Regions from separate parts of the Rattus norvegicus genome. Here regions 1, 2 and 3 are each linked to region 4. The links are chromatin contacts, called in public Hi-C maps. All regions are on one chromosome and are shown on one strand. The core of a region is the stretch at or near the end of the contact, and the rest is flanking DNA. Distances in the headings are between cores, read along the strand shown.

Region 1 (2,700 bases), core at 124-2,623, 170 kb after region 4:
ACTGTCTATACTATTATTCTTATCACAGGGACCGTGACTGAGTGAGCAGGAAATCAGACCACCTTGGCTCTTCTTCCAGCGTGGTCTGCTCTGTTATCAGGGGGGTGGGGTCTGCACTGCACGGTCACGGCGTTTGGGCCTAAGCTTCCCATGTACTTGGGTGTTTCCCAGAGATGGCAAATTCAGAAACTGCTGTGCATTCATCATTTTTATTGCAAAATTCATTAAGCTGCCATGCTATTATCATCCCATCTTGTCAAGATGATGCATTGCAGACTTCATTGCAAAACTCTAACAGGCAGCGGAGAGTGTTCCTCTCTCTCCTAGCTACAGCACGAGAATGCCTCTGGGGGGTTTTGCTTGTGCCTCCCTGTTCTCTGTATAAAACTCTGAGTCTTCGCAGAGCTGCTGTCTGATAACTCCCTTTTCTCCTCACGTGTGAGTGTGGAGACGGTGGGGTTGGGAGATTTGTCTGTGCAGAGTCATGGGTCCTCTGGTTTTTTGATGTTGTGGAAAAATAGCATGTTAGCCCAAATTTTGACAGGCTGCTGCAGAGTGGGAAATGTCCTGTGAAGAGACGGGGATCTGTGTTTCATGTTTACCCTTCAGTTCTCTGTGTTCAGAGGGCCAGGCGAGTTCAAGCCTGCCAAGACCTGTGCATTGGGTTTGGCTCTGTGATAAACAGACCCCGCCTCCTGTGCTGGACAGAGTTGCCATTAGAGAGAGTTAAAGTCGCTTAGTAAATATGAGGAGTGCAGGAGCTTAGCTTCCTCATTTCCATGGCAACTTCAGAACAAGTACAACATCACCAAAATTACTCTGTGGCTTTCCATTTTTAGTCGCTGTGATTTGGTCGCATACTTGTGTTTTCCGCTCCTGATTTGTACAGAAAACATAAATGCTGCCCACTGTCACCAATGCTTTGATTTTAAGGTCCCTGTCTGAAGCACCTGCAAAATCCAGTTCCACAAAACTACCCCTCTCCATTCTAGCAGAAGAAACGTTGATTGCATATTATGTTCTCTTGCTTAATGTGTGGCTATCCATGGGCCTTTGGTGTGCAGAATGCATGGGGCCATTCTTCAGAAAAGTGGGTGACCTCTGACCTCATAGGTCATTTCAGTAGACACTGTATGGCCAGATAGCCTATGCTCACACTTGAGTAGTTTGAGTCATTAAGGACCAATTCTACATCTGCTCTCAGCGCTTTAAAATATATTTTCACAAAAGTACCCAGCATATTCCTGATTCATAGTTATAACTGTCAATCTACCCTTTTCCCCGTTCCTGTGCTTTTGGTGACTGATACACAAAGAGGCAATCACTGACCACAGATTTGTTAGGGAGAACCTTCTTACCAACTCTAGCCAACCGAGGAGCAACCCTGGGAGTGTGACTCATAACTGGTGGCTGCTCTCTTTTGAAGTCCACTAGCATGTAACCCCCTTTCCTCCAGGAAGCTAGATGGCCCATTTCTAACTTCTAATGGGGCAGCCAGAACTGGCCTGAGTCATGGTGGACTCAGAAGTCCAGCTCACTACGTGAAGGGTGGTACCCTTTCATCCCGAGGATGTCTTCTACCCTTCTACTTCACTCTGAGGATCAGGTACTCATTTGCCCACAGGGGCGGGGCTTCCTGTCTTAAGTAACATGACTGAGTCATTTTCTCTTCATTTCTTAATTTATTCCAAATGCCCTCAAGTTTGTCTTGGTGCAGTTTGGCAGAACCACTGTAACATCCAGTTTGCTTTTGATTTTACTCCCCGACCCTTTCTCTGGAACAATCTTTACTTTCATGTCCACCTTCCTACTTACTGTCAGCATATCAGAAAACTTTCTCCTTAGAAGTTCTCAGCCATCTCCTCTGTGGTCCTGGGGCGGTGAGGCTTATCCCCTTCTGCTGTGGTGTGGAATCTGCTTCCTCAGTAGTCACTGTGTATGCCACAGGACTTCTTTTCCTTCTTGGTAGTAAGTTCCTAATCACTAGCCCTGTTAGTACACCTCCTGCACTCCTTCCTTCCCTCCCCCTCACTTCTCTCCCTTCTTTCCTCCTTCTGCCCCTCCCCTTCCCTCACCACTGAGCCACCTCTCCAGCCCCCAAAGAATGGCAGATTTTAATGTTCTCACTCCTTCATTGACTAAAAGAGACCTGAGTTCAAATGTTCCTCTGTAAATGATCATGTCAGTCTGTCCCTTGGAGATGGAGCATGCCTCTAACTCATATATGAAGGCTCCAGAAGAATTAACCCACTTATTTCTCGGCAAATGAAATAATTTCCAGTAAAATCATCTGCTTCTACTCCAGTGTGTCTAGAACGAGGGAAGGGACAGACATTCCAGGTCTGTGACATGCTGCTCCACAAAGGGTACCCAGGCCGTTTAGCTGCATCATCCCTCACATCTTTCAAGTCCAAACCATGTGTCCAAGGCTTTTAAGATGAGAAGAGACAGAAAGTTCTTCTCTTCGAGCAGTATTCCAGTGTTTATAAGACACATTCCTGCGTATGATCCCAGTTGATCCTCATGACAGCACACGAGCTAGCTGTCCAGGGCAGTCTTCACTCTCCCCATTTCACAGATTTACCCACACTCTGAGACTCCAGCAACTGGTCAGTGGTTACAAGCACGGGCTGCTCTCCCAGAGAACCCGGGTTCAATTCCAAGCACACACATGGCATTGGAGGAATCTACCATAGCGTG
Region 2 (2,700 bases), core at 106-2,605, 230 kb after region 4:
GAGATGAGACCATGAGACTGGCCATAATGGCTTCAGTATCAATCCCTGCAGGTCTGCCCTAGCCTGGGCCTGAACTCTAACCTTCAGATCATGGGCCACGTCTGACTGAGGAATAAATGCAAGTGTCTCCACAGTGCGATGCTGGCTCAGAAGCCTTTATCCTCTCTTCTTTCCTTCTATTTAGTCTTCTTCTGGGCTAGCTGAATACTCACTCCTCCCGTTTCTCTTGACTCCGCCCCACCCTCACCTAGGTATTCAGTGCCCGTAGGTGTGGCTGTGCGTCTGTCCGAGTGCTTTCCTGACTTCTTAGCATAATGCTAATATAATTTAGAGAGATTAATACTGCTTCCAAGTAGAATCAGAGCACTGAGAGGAGATCACACTCATTTGTACATCATTGGGCATACGAGGAAAGGGCTGGGGAATCTAAGCCAACCTTAAACCGAAGCGAGCTGTCTTCTCGACAGGACAGTGCTCAGTGCTGCTGGAATGCGCTCACCAGATCTCTTTTGAAAAGCTATTTGGCAGGATATAGCATGACCCTTAAAAAAGATCCCTAACCTTTTACCCACTAATGTTACTTCCAGGAATTTATGCTAAGGAAACAATCCGTGACACACCGGCAGCGATCCTCTATAAGGATGTGATGGCTGCGCTATTTATACCAGCTGACAGGGGATTAGCGACCTGATGTGCACACAGAATGACTACATAAATTGGGTACACCGTACAGCACAATGCCCTGTAGCCACTGAAGATGCCCCAGAGCCTATTAAATGACAATGGAAATCCTTATATTGAGTAACAACAACGTCAACACAATGACCTAATAGCCATGTATATAATATTATGCTGATCCCAAAAAGTCAGAAGGCATTGGCTAAGATGTAAAGTGATGATCAGTTCTGTAAATTATATGTAACTTCACCACTGTTCTTTTTAAAGTGTGTTTCCATGTTTATACAAAATCATAATCTGGTTATAAGAATTTGGAAGGGTAAGCTTTCTTGCCTCTCTGTCTCCCATACTGTGATTGAACCCAGGGCCTTGCATGTTGTAGATAAAACACGCTATGGCCTACATCCCTCGTCCAAGATAAACTTTGTTCTTACCGGTGAGCTTATGTCTGCAGTCAGAGCACCCTTCCCCTCACACAAGCCCTGACTGACGATGTAAAGGGTCTGCTGTCTCTCCTGGGAACCTGCCCAGGTAATGCTTTCCCCAGCTTGGCAAGTACAAGCTGTGGCGGGTACACCACAGACTCCATCCTTCAAGTGACTCACCACACAGCGTGTCAAGCTGATGACATTACCACACTGTACTTGAACTATCCGCCACAAGCTCACACGCTGCCAAGCCTTCCGCTTATCTTCTGCCTAAACTGTAACTCTTTCACTGTGTTGGATGTCACAGGAACAGCCTAGGCAGAGAGCTGCTCCTGAGGGCACCATGGGCCAGCACACTATAGCCGATGCAAGCCTTCCAAATGAATGCAAACCAGCCCGGCAAATATTCCTTCCCCACTGAAGTCAAAGCCGTTACTGCCACAGTTGGGCCTATGAAGGCTTGGCAGGACTCCAGGAGTATTTAGCGTGAAGAATGTGCTGGGATACTCAACTGGGAACTACCCAGCTGGGCTGAGGGCTGTAAGAAGCCTTTATAGGGGTCATCTGCTAAAACTCTAGTTAGAAAGTTATTTCCTCCCATTCTAACCTCTATTGTTTGTTATGTTTGGCTTTATTAGTGGGAAAAGAATCCAGAATTTCTTATTGGAGGTTTTAGGGCCGAAGGTGAAATTGACCATTTTCTGTCAGCCTGATTTGTTTGGGATTGTAACAGTGTGAGAGACTTGTTTTTATTTGTTTGTTTGTTGTTAATTCTTGTCATTTTAATAAATAACCTATAGCCAGTTGTTGCTGTAGTAAAGAGGAAACTGATGGTTATACACATATGGGCTACCATCATTGCCATTATCATCACCACCACCATCATCATCATCACCACCATCACCATCTCTGCTCATTTTAAGTCCCTCCTTATATGCTGTATGAATTCCATCAAAACTAAAGGAGAATGTCTCAGTGTCTCTTGGAGGATCACTTCTATGTGTACAACCCTTCTGTTGTTGTAAGCACTCTTCAGCATATCAAAATGCGTGCTGGTGCTATTGACAGGGACATCTATGACTTGCCTCTGAAGTATAAACTGAAAAGCATAATTGCTTTAGTAGTTGAAAAGATCATAAAAAGAACTGTACAGTGTGTGTGTGCGCATGATTACTATATGAACGCCAGCACAGTGGTAATAGATTTTAAATTCTGGTCACTTCATAGCAAATAAATGTTATTGCTATGACTAAAACAAGCTAATAAAATGCTTTTAGACATTAAAGAGAGCGGTTAATATTGTGGCAGTTGACAAGAGACGTGAAAAGACACTTCTTTCTTACAGAAGTTACAATTGCCCTGCATTCTACCCCCAACCCCCACCACAGATAATTTCAGCCATGTTTTCCTGGCCAGGAACTGCTGAGCTGTCTGAGGGTACAGAACAACACTCCGAAGCCATATTGTATTCGCAGACTATGCTTCCCGTGCAGATGAGCTAGGAGGCTACGGGCATTTCCTCAATAAAGAAGGAATTTTAAACTATTTTGTAAATCCTTTTGAATTGTTCTGTGGTATTACCACAGGAACAGAT
Region 3 (2,700 bases), core at 201-2,700, 260 kb after region 4:
AACCTCATGACTGGACCATGGGGGGACAGGGCTTTCTTCAGGTTGCAAATAGTTCCCCCTCAGCCATTCTCACCTCAGTGCTTACGTTCCTGTTTTAGTCTCAGTTGACAATATTCTTTCTTTCTCACTGGGAGTATTCAGCATGTCGCTATTTCTCCTCCCCAGATCTTCAAGACACATGAAGCAGTGTAATTGCCCTGCCTAATAGGTAATAAAACTGTTCATGGCAGTCACACAAGCTAGGAATGAGGCAAACCTATAAGCCCAGCATAAATTTATCTACTTCTACAATCCATATGGTCTCCAAAAACTTTTTTAGGAATCCCTTCATACACAGCTATGTTTCAGTGCGTGTATGTCCCACACAGGACCATTTCTAAGTTTGGTAAAGGGCTGTCCTTCCCTGTTTGGGCTTTGACTCTCTCTTGAGTGATGTCAATAGCCCCCTCTTGGTCTTCTGAGCAGAGAGCTTCTCAAGAGCACAGCCTCTGGGGATGCTCAGCTCTGGTTCTGCAGAGACAGAATGAGAGCTGGGTGAGTTGGAGTGACAACCGTCTTTCCTCTTGAAACCTTTGCTTCACTGATCTCGGGCTGTCTGCTCGGCAGTTGTTGGGCTTTCTGCACATACTCTAGGTTCTCAGGTCAGTCCGGGACTTCAGCTGGAGCTTGGCAGGCCCAGCACCTTGGAGACTGCACTGCGCAAGTAGCCCCCACAGAGGCCCACCCATGTTTGCCTGACTGGAAATATGGCCTGTGAAAATTTTTTATTCTGAAAACATTTTCTTTTTCCCCCAGCTGTTGAGGGCATAACTTCAGGCCAGGGAAGCCCCACAGACTTGTGTCTTCTTGTGCGAGAACCTCGAGAAGTATTTCCAGCCCGATCATCTTGTGTCCATGAAAGATCATTTTGTGCTATTTAAACTCCTTCTTGAGCCTAAAAGTCAGAACTAGTGAAGGGGGAAGGGACCCCAAAGTAGATGACAGCTGAGGTCCCAGGCCACAGAGAACACCCCATTTGTACTGGCTCCACTCCTAAAGTGAAAAGCTTATCAGTCCCTGAGAGGCCCATCTGATATGTGGGGCCTACCTCAGGGATGGGGCCTACCTCAGGAGTAGGACTGACCTCAAGTCTGGGACTGACTTCAGGTGTGGGGCCAACCTGAGGTGTTCAAGAGGATGGCAAAGGACAGAGCAGGTCTGTGTGACAGAGCTGCTAGGACTTGTTAGGCCTCACACTGACTCTTCCCCCTGCACCCTCTTATTTAATTCTCAAACCAACCCTGTGAACCAGGTACCTGCTGTTATTCCATTATGCCCATGAGGAAGACAAATACCAGATTAGGCAACTTTGTTCAAAGTCACAGAGTTAATAAGTAACAAGGTAGACCTAACCCCAGCTAACCCCACTGTTCACACCATCCACAACTGTCACACTGGGCAAGGCCCTTCATCCCCCCACCCTGAGAGGATAGCTGTTCTCTTATCTGCTGACAGCCAGCACCCTTTCTACTGGTAAGAGTACCTCACTTTTCTTCAGAAAAACACACGCCCCTTACCCTCCAGTCCCAAGGTTTGTATGGCTTGGCATCAACCCAGCCTCTCTGGTGGTGGCCGTGTATTCTGGCCTGGTATCAGATTGAGTGTTTGATTGCTTCAGGAATAAACCCAGGGTCTACAGTACCACAGCGCTGACCTGGAACAATGGGACAGCATAGAACCTGTGGAGCAGAGTAAGGGCTGTAACCCATGTTCCAGAAGCTTCTCTGTGTCACTTCTTCCTACCCCAGCCCTTATCTGGAGGCCAGGATGAGGCCCCTTCCTTTATGTGGACTGGTTGTTGAGACTGGAGAGTGCGTCAGTTAGAAAAGTTGCCTCAGATAGCAAACAGAAACCTGTGTATGTTGTGATATAAAGTGGACAAACACTGTCCTGGCTTGAGCAATGCTGGAATTGACTCACACAAAGAAAAGCCCAATGCCTGCCTCCGTATAGCCAGCGAAGCTCATTTTTATAGTACTGACATTTGCTCTCCTTTCTGAGCCAGAAGAAGCCATGACTACATCTTCTAAGGACAGGGAGGAATTATGTCTGTCAGAGTCCTCTACGAGAAGACTCTCCCAGCCCCCGCTGATTCACCCTGTCACTGACTGACTGGCCCTACAGTGATGCCTTAGTGTTGAGCTGGCTTCACCCCAGAGCTCTCACAAAGGATCCCCAGGGCAGCTCTAAGCAGGAATGGCAGTAAATCTAACCGTGAGATGGAATTGGGTGCCCATAGAGCTGAGCACACCCCGAGTCCACACCCAGACCTGCTCAACAGCCCCATGAACACAGGCTTGAGAAACACCAGACGCCCAGTTCAGACTTTCACCTTTCCTTGGGTGGAGTGGTATAGCTGGGCCTCTAGAGGGACATGGGTGGGTGGATCTGCTTTGCCTCCCTGGGAGGCCCTGCTGTGATGCTGTGTCTGTGATGTGCTCACAGTATTAAGGCTACCAGATAAAAGTGAAAATTCCAGCCTTGACAGGAAGGCCTACAGGTCAGGAGGACACTCCTGGTCCACCTAGGAGCCTACTTAGTGATTCTCTCTCTCTCTCTCTCTCTCTCTCTCTCTCTCTCTCTCTCTCTCTGTATGTTTGTGTGTGGTATCTCTCTGTGTGTGTATGTGTGTTTGACAGAGCGTTGTGAGTGTGTACATTT
Region 4 (2,700 bases), core at 24-2,523:
TTCTGAAGTTCTCCTGCAGATGCTGCATCAGCAGTTGTGAACTAGTTTTCCTGAACCTTTCTCAGCTCTCTCTCACACACATTCTGCCAATTCTGCGCCCTCCTTCCCCACAGTAGTAGCCACTTCCCTGTAGTAGCCAGGTAACACATTTTCTTTGTATTGGTTGGCTAGCTGTTCAGTTTGAAATGTTTTGGGTACTTCTGTTTAATTCTGTTTATCTCAGATGATTTGCTTTTAGAGGCAGAAAGACCATAATTTCTTGCAGCCTTTAGCATAGCACTATTGTATATGATTGCCCAATATTAATTTTTTATGGTGAGTACAGTTTTGAAATTGCATTATTTATTTTTTCCTCTGGGAGTTTAGTAATGAGACTAGAGAACATTAGTTAGCTGCTAATTAAATTAAAGCTCTAGCAAGTACACACATAATTTGCTTTTGTGTAGAGATATGGTAGTATAAGTGAAGCCAGAATAACAGAAGCTAGACATTTATGGAAGATCTGAATTAAAAAAAAAATTAGTACCTTCCAGTCAGCAAGCATCTTTCCAAGTTGTATTTTCAGAGAAGGATGCATATTGTAGGTTGAATAAGAGATAGAGGGAGCCCTAGGTTTGAAGGCAGGACTGACTCTCACTAGCCACAGGACTGGTACTAAGATGGTGCTGGTTGTGACTGCCGGGGTTGTTTTGAAGCTGGGATATAGCAGTGTCCCTCTCTGATGGTGTCCCACGTGTGTAAATGTTTTTGTATGCTCCGAACTATGGGACTTAATTTTTCTCCTGGTAAACCTTACCTTTGCTAAAAGTCCTTCCACACTGCCTTGCGGTAAGCTTGCTTCTTTTCCCATAGCCTTGTCGATTTATATGAGAGTGACTTGAGGCACTGGAAGGGTTCCTGTGAAGAAGGCCCACTAGGGGGAGATTCTGAAGGCAGTGCTGTGCTTCCTAACTTGATTCCCACAAAAGAGGAAGTTTTATGTCCACATTCAGTTTATGATCTCCCCAGGAAACCATTCTAATTTTAAATGAAGGTAGTTTACGGTCTGGCTTGGTATGAGTATGGTGAATAGGTCGTTTTGAGTGTCTTTGTGAAACTGTGTGACTCTTGAGATTGTTTTCCAACGAGGATCGATCCATCTTACGTAACAGGCTGTTTGAGTGTTCGGCCTCTAGGTGGCAGTTTTGCACGTGCATTGGTGGCTCGTGGGTCTATGAAGTGTACTCGTCCTTTAGACACTGGTAATTCGAAGACAGCTGCGTGTGTGGTTTCTGTAGAAGCGACAGTTTATATGGCTATTACTACTTAAGACAGAGAGTATTTTCAGTGAGTCATTCTTTCTCTTGAAGTTCCTTCCTCTCACCCTTTTCACAGATCGTTCATACCTACTTTCTGGCAACAACTAGCTGGCCCGCCCAGTTTGTCAGGCCTCTTTAAATATGGCAGTTTAGCTGGGTGAACCAAGATGCTAGATTCTTTGCTTCGGGATGATGCATGTGAGGACAGCAGACTCGTCCTTCTGTCCAGCCTGTGCAGAGAACCAGGCCTCTCTGTCCCATTACAGTCTTTATCTCACAGAGCCACAGAGCGGATGAACTGTTTTTCCTGGTTTCAGTCTTCCCGCCCCTCCCCTTCTCGCTGCCTGTTTGAAATGCTACTTGACTTTGCCTTCCTGCCGGTTGGGTTGGAGTGCTGGTCTCTATGCCATTGACCTTTCAGGCAGGAAATGGGTTTTCCTTCCTCAGAGGGTGTTATGCTGCTCTGACAGCATGGCCAGGGGTGGAGTGGCCAGTGGGGGATGGGCATCATTCTTTCTGAATTGCTTCCTGGCTCTTAGGGATAGATAGCAAGCTGTCTGTTCGTTTTGCCTTCTAATTAAGTGAGAGCGTTGGCTATCTGAACCTGTTTTAAGTAGGAGTGGGTTTTGCTGGCTAGAGGAGTGGATGGGAGGGCGACCTAGGCAACGGCCGTCCGTCCTCTAATCAGTGCAGTGAAATGTGTTGGTGAGTGCACACATTTATCTGCCAGCTTCTCAATGTAGGGCTTAAAAAACAACTCAACACCAAAAATGTGTTATTACATAATTCTCAAGAGGGAGAGCAACGAAGCAGTAAATTCCACCTGCTCTGTTCATCATGAGACCAAAGAACCTTAGTGGCACAGAGGGTGGTGGATGAGGCAACGTAAGGAGGGCTTTGCTCAGCTCGCCTTCAGTAGTGGTAACGAGGGTTCCTGTTACTTTGCGTTGCGCCCGTCCCATTAGTCAGCAAAGCTTTTTCCTGGTGTACTGTGGTAACCTGTGCCTGTTGCTGTAGCAGTTATGTTCACGGGCCATGAAGTTTAACAAGCTAGAAATTCATCTGGTCTTCTAGGACTTTAAAATCTTTCAAAATAACTCTGTGTGAAGCTGTCTGATGGGGCTGGCAGTGATTATTCTCTGGACTGTCCCTATTGCCAGGGTCCTCCTCGGTCTCCAATCTTTCCTCTCAGGAGGTGAGTGCTGTAGGCTTTTGCTGATTATGATCCATTCATTCATTAGAATCAGACTCTTACTAACTTATTGATTCAAAGCTGCTGAGGAAAACATCTTAGGGAGTACGTGGAAGGTTACTCCCTTCCTTCCTCTCTCCAAGTTGATAGTCTTGGACTCTAGGGCACATACGCTTGTCACAGATAAGGCCACTGTAGCATTATGGCATA

Evidence for each region. A called contact is a pair of places that touch in the nucleus more often than the background predicts.
Region 1: a Hi-C map of the A7r5 cell line shows a contact between it and region 4, with 2.3 times the contacts expected there. The contact joins two enhancer-like sites. A contact is called at or near these places in 3 of 12 Hi-C or Micro-C datasets (the A7r5 cell line, kidney and mammary epithelial cells).
Region 2: a contact with region 4 is called in a Hi-C map of the A7r5 cell line, with 8 times the contacts expected there. The contact joins two enhancer-like sites. A contact is called at or near these places in 4 of 12 Hi-C or Micro-C datasets (the A7r5 cell line, the Rat2 cell line, Schwann cells and 1 more).
Region 3: a Hi-C map of liver shows a contact between it and region 4, with 6 times the contacts expected there. The contact joins two enhancer-like sites. A contact is called at or near these places in 4 of 12 Hi-C or Micro-C datasets (kidney, liver, mammary epithelial cells and 1 more).

The regions. Positions count from the first base shown.
Region 1 is chr18:31,407,073-31,409,772 of GRCr8, forward strand. The region is part of intron 19 of Arhgap26 (Rho GTPase activating protein 26); the gene reads left to right. Among named protein-coding and RNA genes, the nearest start is that of Nr3c1, 210 kb to the right of the region's middle. Within about 2 kb of position 1,374, at least 17 of the 93 cell types and tissues checked have an H3K27ac peak or open chromatin away from gene starts, as enhancers often do. A contact at or near this core is called in the A7r5 cell line, where this site is marked.
Region 2 is chr18:31,465,751-31,468,450 of GRCr8, forward strand. All of the region lies in intron 20 of Arhgap26 (Rho GTPase activating protein 26), which reads left to right. Among named protein-coding and RNA genes, the nearest start is that of Nr3c1, 150 kb to the right of the region's middle. Within about 2 kb of position 1,356, at least 13 of the 93 cell types and tissues checked have an H3K27ac peak or open chromatin away from gene starts, as enhancers often do. A contact at or near this core is called in the A7r5 cell line and Schwann cells, where this site is marked.
Region 3 is chr18:31,492,036-31,494,735 of GRCr8, forward strand. The region is part of intron 2 of LOC100911367 (a long non-coding RNA gene); the gene reads right to left. Among named protein-coding and RNA genes, the nearest start is that of Nr3c1, 120 kb to the right of the region's middle. Within about 2 kb of position 1,451, at least 13 of the 93 cell types and tissues checked have an H3K27ac peak or open chromatin away from gene starts, as enhancers often do. A contact at or near this core is called in liver, where this site is marked.
Region 4 is chr18:31,237,093-31,239,792 of GRCr8, forward strand. The region is part of intron 10 of Arhgap26 (Rho GTPase activating protein 26); the gene reads left to right. Among named protein-coding and RNA genes, the nearest start is that of Arhgap26, 150 kb to the left of the region's middle. Within about 2 kb of position 1,274, at least 51 of the 93 cell types and tissues checked have an H3K27ac peak or open chromatin away from gene starts, as enhancers often do. A contact at or near this core is called in the A7r5 cell line, Schwann cells and liver, where this site is marked.